Linked DNA regions of Capsicum annuum: region 1 is linked to region 2. The links are chromatin contacts, called in public Hi-C maps. All regions are on one chromosome and are shown on one strand. The core of a region is the stretch at or near the end of the contact, and the rest is flanking DNA. Distances in the headings are between cores, read along the strand shown.

Region 1 (4,085 bases), core at 252-2,751, 140 kb before region 2:
TTTCTTGATTTCTTATTTCTTAATTTCTTGTTTCTTAAAGAAGAGACATTCTTGATTTAACCATTCTTGTTTTTTGATTTCTTGTTTCTTAAAGAAGGAAAATTATTGATTTTTGTTAAAATCAACCATTCTTATTTCTTAAAATCAAGCAAATAGCGGATTATTATATGTTGATTTTAATTGATTAATTTGTACTGGTAAATATTTTTCACAGATCCGCTGTGTCCATAATTTTCACCATTAAACAAGCTTAAGATTGATACAAATGATGGATAAAAATGAGGAATAGGGTATAAATTAATAGAGATAAGTTGATATACTGTTTGTGGGCTAATTTGGATGCCACATCAACCGAAAAAGGGCATCCATGCGCATTTGGGTAAGTGAAACACACACATCATGCCAACTCTGCAAAAGGTATCAAAATGACACACCCGTATGTTGGTTGAGGTGTCTAAAGTGAACAACATCCACTTGAGGTGCCAAAGTGAAAGATCGTGCCAAGTTGAGGGGCATGTCGATGTGTTTGGCCAAATAAAAAAGATCCTCTCTAGAAAGTGCAATAAAAACTTTAGCTTCTTCTAGTAAAACTCCAAGATCTTCAGGCTAGGTTCCAAACATAAAAGGAATATTGCTAGAAAATTTGGTCCCTAAAATATCTTCAAATAGTTAATCATTCACGATAATGGGGTTTTCTAGGACAAAAGTTTCAAGTTCTCCCATGTGTTTAGACATTAGCATAAAACAAACACACAGGTTCTTCATACATTTCCAAACATACAATTGAAGCAGCAGACAAGTTTCTAAGCCTTGAGAAAATTATTGACAGAAAATTTGATGTACATGAGTTGCCCTAAAGTTACTATCCTTCCAAACAAACCGATTTTTGAAGACAGAGTATCTGCTATTTTGTTCACAACCCAGTAGAGATGCATATTAGCTGGGTTGAAAACTAGTTTAATGGTGCTGAAACTCACCCCAATCCTCTAGATTCTAACCCAACCATGACAGCAGGTCTCAAAATGATATTATTGACTTATAACAAGGTTTCAATATGCATAACCTGTGAGCGTCTTGATACTGTGTTTGCTTATCCCGTCTTTAAACACTGCAAAACAAAAATTCTCATACAGATGAGACTTCACTTGCTCAACTGATGACAACTGGGTGTTAATTTATATTCCCTCAGTCTCAAATTACCCGTCCCAAATTGAGATGATACATTGATTAAGAAAAATAATTAATAACATAGCTAGTTTACCATAGTACCCCTATTAAATTATGTTTATATTTTAATTTGAAGAAAAAGTAATTAATGCAAAGGGTAAAACATGAGAATTTTTTTTATCTCTTCCTGGTTAATGAAAAAAATAAGTAAAATAAGAAATCAAATTATAAAATTTGGGAAAACTAATTTGGGACGGAGGGAGTACTACATATCACCATCGAATGCTCAAATTTGCCAAGTTATATATTTTCCTCACCATGGGTTGCTTCTGCATTTTCAAATACACTAAGTCATTTCATAAATAAAGGATAATTTGACAACAATAATTTATTATAAATATAGTTTTGTGTTGAAAAAGATTTTTCTTTTTTGCATTTGATTCTTGAAGATAAAAATGGATGTTTGTAACTTTTCCCCAATAATAGAAAATCTTCTTCTGCTCAAAATACTTTTTTAATTAACCAAACATCTCAAATAAACAAATTTAGCACCATGAAATTTAGCCAAACATGCTGTAAGAATTTTTTATTTTTTTTTGGATTCAAGACAAACAATGAGCCGTGTAATACATTGGGACCGGGAGTAGCCGACTTTGCGCATAAATTTATTTAAGACCTAAGCTGTCAGTTTCGTTGAACATTTTAGTAGGGACGTCGTATTATCATCAGCAGTGTGGATAAAGATAGATATTACCTATTCTTGCTTTTCTCTCTCTTACACACCTATCACCATCTACCCACCTAAAACACCATTTAGTTTCTTACTATTTCACTAATCTAATTCTATGTATAATATCCTCTGATTTTGTCCTTCTTTTTTGGGAGCTCGATCTTTGCTATCATCTGTGTTCTCTTCTTCCCAAGGTCAGAAATTTGTATTTTGTCTATATTTTCTGCAATCTGGATGCATATATTTATGTTTGTTATACCAGTTTTGTTTTTTAATTTCTTTTTCAAAAATGTCAATTGCTGTGTGGAATATTAAGGTTCATTTGCTTGTTATGCTCGCTCTGGTTTATACGTCTTGAGGCATTCATTATGCATAATTGATCTCGTTGTACTGTACCACTCTTCAAGTTCGCCGTTTTAGGGTTTGATTAAATTGTGGAACCCGGTTATAAACGTTTTCAGAAGCTAAAAGAAGTAGTTTTTCCCTAACATTCTGTTTGGATGTTGGTTTGTCATGGTTTCATAATGGTACAGTATGGTATGGTAGATTACATGTTTGGATTGATGTATCGTTCATTACTGTTTAATAATAATTTTTTTTTATTTATTTTGGTTTGTGGGTAAAAATTATAACATATTAAAATTGTAAATAATATGGGGTAAAGGGTAAAGTAGGAATAGAAAATATTATATGAGGGCATAATTGAAAAAATAAATAAAAAAACCATGCAAAACCACCAAATCGGTGGTTCAAAAAATTGGCCTATTCCATGTTTCCCAAACCATGAAATGTTACCATACCATACCATGCCTTTTAAAAAACAATCAAAACAAACATGGTACCCATACCATACCATACCACAGAAAACCACCATCCAAACAACCTGTAAAACCACTTTCTTGAAAAAGGCTTTTGACTAAAATAAGCTTATTTTAGAAGTTTGGCCAAATACGCTATAACTGGCTGGAACTAATTCACCTCTTTTGTACTCCGCACGTTCATAATTAGGATCCAAAATATTCTAGCTGGCAATATAGTTTAAAGTTGGAAGCGTCTTCCTTCACTCATATATCCTAGGTTTGGGAATAGTAAAATTTAGTTTCTTTTTGATTGAGTTCATTTCATTGATTGAAATCTGTATTTTGTTGAATATGTAATTGGTATTTGGAATGCTTTAATATCGGCAACATCTAATAAGCTTATGTGCATGCTTCTATGTGAAGTAATGTATATGCCCGGAAGATTAACCAATTATAGCAGGTTTTTTACTTTATTTTCCCCGCAGGAACATCCACAATAGATCTAGTGCGCTTGACAAGATCTCCTCCTTTAAGATACCAAATTATGCTTACTGTTGACACTTTCCTGCTGTACGTCAAAATTAACTTTTGGTGCTAAAAGACGTACATTGAGTCGGTATATAGAAACTAAAATCTTTATTGTGAATATATCACAATAAATAATTGAATATGTAATTGGAATACTTTTACATGGGCAATCTCCCATAGGCGTATGTTCAAGCTTCCATGTTAATTAACCTTATATGCACCGATTGTATGAATGACGTTTTAGGTTAATTTTTCTGAAGTATCTATATTCCCGATGCAGAGCTTTCTTATAGCCTTTCCTGTGGCTGGAACTGAATTTGATAAGTACTCCTTTCCGTAGTTGCCTGGGTAGGGAGAAAAAGATGACATGTTAACACTTGCCTCCTTGGTTATTTGTATCTTCTATTTCTTTTTCTGTAAATCTTTTTCATGGCACAATGCGCGTCAAAATGCATTCCTACAATCAGATAATTTAGCATGACAACCGTCTTTCATTGTATTAGACTGAGAGTCCGTGTGATTATTGGAAGCCATACTTAGATTTGGATATACATATCCTTGCACATTAAATCAATTCTCATGTGTTTAACTTTTACCAATGTTGTTGTAGGTCATTCATTAGGGATAAAATATGTCCCACCAACCAGGAGATGATGCTGAATACATGGCAGATGAATATGAAATGGAAGATGTAGATGATGATATGGATGATGAGTTTCATGGCAGAGATATGGGTGGCTCTGATTCAGATGTAGATGAGTATGACTACATGGTCTGTGCTCCTCCTTGAAAATCTGTTTACTCAAGGATTTGTTAGATTTTTGCAGTTGTGGCAAGTGATAAAGTTTAACTTCAATATG
Region 2 (4,323 bases), core at 583-3,082:
TGACCAATCTAGCCGGTAAATTTGCTCTGACAAACAATAGCCGCGTCATCGCATTCACTGGACCAATCTAGCCGGTGAATTTGCTCCAACAAATAATAGCGAATTCCCTAAAACGCATAACAAGGTTAGAAATCAAATTCAAAGCAACTCAATAAAGAAACTATTTTTTTCAATTGTACTAATAAGTAAATGGGACCTTATTACTCCCATAAAACAATCAAGAATTGGATTAGATCCCAGAAAATGATAAATTTTAAACACAGCAAAAGAAAAAAAAACCATAATCCAAAAATATAGATAATTCAAGTTAATACCTCTATAAAACAATCAAGAATTGAATTAAACCCCAGAAATTGATAAATTTTAAACACTCAAAAAAAGAAAAAAGAAAATCCATAATTCAAAAACACAGATAATTCTAGTTATTACTCCCATAAACAATCAAGAATTGGATTAAAATCCACAATTGATAAATTTTAAACACTCCAAAAAAATAAATGAAAAAACCCATAAACCAAAAACATAGATAATTCAAATCCAAAAACCCATCCTCTTCAAGTTGATCATGAAGAGGACAGAGAGAAAACGATTAGTTAAAAAGAAAATGAAAAAGAAAGAGGAAGAGAAACAGATTATTTAAAATAAAATTTGTTTATTAAAATTTTTTAGAGGCCCTCAGTGCCACTTGGCACGTTTTCATTTGTTATTTAGTCAAAAAATCATGCTTCACGCGCTCCTACTGAGTGGACAACACACGGAGTGCCATTTAGCAAAAAAGGCCCGATTGGATCAAATTCGGGTGGGTTAGGAGCCTGATAGGTCTAGTTGAGGAGTCTAAGTGAATTTTTGAGACAAGTTTAGGTGCCTAGCGATGACTTTAAGCCTATATATATATACATATTTATATACAAACACACACACATATATATACATACACACTAGTGGTGATAGGCCCATGCTGAGCACGAACCCAATATGTTAAGATTAAAATTTTTAAATTATTATAAAAGTAGTGAAATAAGATTACTTTATGAAAAAACCCTAATTGCCGTCTAATACCTCACATTTTGATTGATAACTAGATCGGATTATGGCCTTAATGGTCGTTGGCCATCCTCCTCCAGTTATGGAGACTGGGCTAGCTACAACATCTATGCTTGGAATTATAGAAAATCCAGAAACTACATATGCTGATACTATCAAACCTTTACCTCAGACTCATAAGCCCATACCTTTGAAGCAGATTGCATATTTACATGGAGAGCTCAGAGTGGTTTGGAAGGATGAGGAGATTAATCGAATGATGATTAATGAAGACTTACAATATGTAGTGATTGTCAAGAACTCATACGGATGGCCTGAAATTCAAGATTTGAGGAGATTGATAACCAACCAAAGTGAATTGAAAGGGATATTGGGCTATTGAGAAATAGATACATCTTAATTAGGGAAACAAGATTGGATGATTATGTACACTTACTCTCCAAAACTCAATTCTATATCACACATAATTATTGGTCTTACCCAATGCGTACTTTGAAGTGGGATCCATTATTTGACCCTGAGGAGCAAACTTCTATTGCTATTGCATGGATTTCGGTTCCAGTATTACCACCAAACTTTTTTTGGAAGGAGGTAATGTTCTCATTAGCTGTGGCAGTAGGGAAACCTTTACAAGTGGACCTTGCTACTCAAAATAAAACAAGGCCTAGTTGTGCAAGCGTTAAGGTAGAAGTAGATCTACTGGGAGCGTTCCCAAAAAGAATCAATGTTGGTATGAGAATGAAAACAGGAGAAATCAAGGAGAAGTAGGTGAACATCACATACAATTATGAGCGGAAATATTGTAAACTGCAAGCTCCAGGGTCATAATAAGAAAGAATGTTATATCCTACGCCCTGATTTATATTCTAAAGAGGAAGAAAAAGATACCAAGGAGAAGACACAAGAGGAACAACATCATGGAAATAGGGAAGATTTAAATAATGAGGAAGATAAAAGAACACTAGAAGATAAAGGAAAAAAGAAGCTTCATAATGAGTTCCAGGAACAAAGAAGAAAAGATCGATATAGAAGAGGTAGACACAATCATAAGGGGAGAATGGGGATGACATGGAACCTAAAACCACAAGACTTGACAACTAATAATAAATTTAAAGCACTGGGGGACAACATGGAGAATATGGGGAAGGATAATGGGGAGAAAGCAAATAATTCCAATAAGGAGAGTGAAGACAAAGAAAAACAGGCAGAGAAACAACTAGAGAAGGAGTCTAATATAGGCTCTAGCATAAAAAACAAGCAGTATAATGGACATGAATCAAGGTGAAACTAATAATGTTGATGAAGGTAGAATGTTGTCAGTTAATTCATCAAAATCACCAGAGAAAAATATACAAGATGAAAAAGAGAGTGAAACAGATGATAATACAAAACATGTTAAAGGGAATATACAAGAAGAAACTAATAAGAGAGAAGTAATAAATGCTTCACAACAACAGTCCTTCTGGACATCAACCAGAAAAAAGTGAAGAAGAGGTTGCATTACAACAGGAGGGTCCAAAAATCAACACACTTAATAAACATGAGATTACAGAAAAGCAGGTTAATGAAGAGGATGATTACATGAAGACAAATATAAAAGAAGTCCGCAAGGAGAAAGAAAGTCTTTTACCTCTGATCAATGATTAACAAAGTGCTTTTTTGGAATATTAGGTCTGTAAGAACTTAAAATGCTTTTGAGAGTCTTATGGACCTGTAGAAGGTATATCATTATTCATACATTGTACTTTTTGAACCATTTCAAATCCCTCCAGAAATAAAAAGTTACAGACTAAAATTAGGGTTAAAAAATGCTAGAGTGAGTTCTTCATCAAAGATTTGGATTTTTTAGGATAATGATTGGGAAGAAAAAACTTGTGTAGACTCAGTTCAACAAATCACAATGACTTACCAGCTTAGAGGTGGAGCAGAATATGTCAAGATTACAACGGTGTTAGCTAGATGTAGTGCTTTGGACAAGTTGGAGTTATGGGAAGATTAGAAGGCATTGCTTAGCAAACAAATGTGCCATAGTTAGTAGGTGGGTACTTCAATATAATTGCTGATGAATTAGAGAGCTAGGAGGCCTACCAGTTACTCAATAAGAGACATCTGATTTCATTTATTGTATGAGTGTATTCTTTCTTAATGAGAACAGATTCATTGGAAGGTGTTATACTTAGTGGAATGGAACAATAGCAGAAGACAGTATTTCTAAGAGACTTGATAGAGTTTTTGGAAATAATGACTTTGTGCAGATGCTTCCAAATAGTGAGGTACATCACCTTATTAGGCAATGTTCAGATCATGCACCATTACATGTGATATGCAATGACGCCAGGAGTACATCATGAAACCTTTTAGATTTTTTGAACAAAGCATAAAGAGTTCAAACAAGTGGTGGAAGAAAGTTGGGTTACTGAGGCAACTGGATCACCATTTATTATTTTCCAGACAAAAATAAAGAAAGTCAAGAGTAACATGAATACTGGGAGCAAAAGACTTTTGGTAACATATTTCAGAAAATTGCAACTTTAGAGGATATTATAAAGGTAAAGAAAGTTTAGATAGAAGTAAATACTAATGAGAAGAGTAGAAGTGAATTGAAGTTAGCTAAAACAAATATTGAGGAGAAATATTGGAAACAAAAAGCTGGGATGAGATAGTTTACAGATGGTGATAAGAACACTAAATTCTTCTATACTTTTGTGAAAGAAAAAAGAAGAAAGATGCAGATAAAGGAAATTCTCACAATGCAAGAGGATATGATTAACTCATCTCAAAATATTGGTGAAGAAGCTGTGAATGTGTTCAAGGAGGGACCAGAACCAGCCAATTATGATATGATTAATTGTATTCCAGTTTTGATTAATAAGGAGGATAATGCGGAAATGGAAAGAATGCCAGTTGAAGAGGAGGTAAAGAAAGTAATTTTCTTACTCAATGCAGATAATGCTAGTGGACCAGATGGATTCTCAAGGCAGTTTTTTCAAGCAAGCTGGGAGATCATAGGCAAAGATATTACCAATATGGTTAGAGCTTTTTTCTATGGATTTGAACTTCCAAGGTATGTGAAACATACCAATTTGGTAATTCCCCCAAAAGAAGTGGTGAATAACTTTGGTGATCTGAGACCTATCGGTCTAAGTACTTTAGTAATAATATAATTTCAAGAATTATTCATGATATAATAGTGAAACCTCTCTACTTCATCTGAGGTAGTGGTATGATCAGCGTATACTCTACCCTCCCCAAACCCCATTATATGGGAATACACTGGGT

What was found. A called contact is a pair of places that touch in the nucleus more often than the background predicts.
Region 1: a contact with region 2 is called in a Hi-C map of leaf, with 4 times the contacts expected there. The contact joins the promoter of LOC107863764 here to the promoter of LOC124896696 in region 2. A contact is called at or near these places in 2 of 5 Hi-C or Micro-C datasets (leaf and placenta).

The regions. Positions count from the first base shown.
Region 1 is chr3:103,988,918-103,993,002 of UCD10Xv1.1, reverse strand. LOC107863764 reads left to right here and starts at 1,501. Exons shown (of 10, transcript XM_016709895.2): 1 at 1,501-2,091; 2 at 3,836-3,997. The coding sequence starts at 3,857.
Region 2 is chr3:103,848,760-103,853,082 of UCD10Xv1.1, reverse strand. It overlaps LOC124896696, which reads left to right and starts at 1,832. Exons shown (of 2, transcript XM_047408400.1): 1 at 1,832-2,325; 2 at 2,502-2,691. The coding sequence starts at 1,832. The coding sequence ends at 2,691.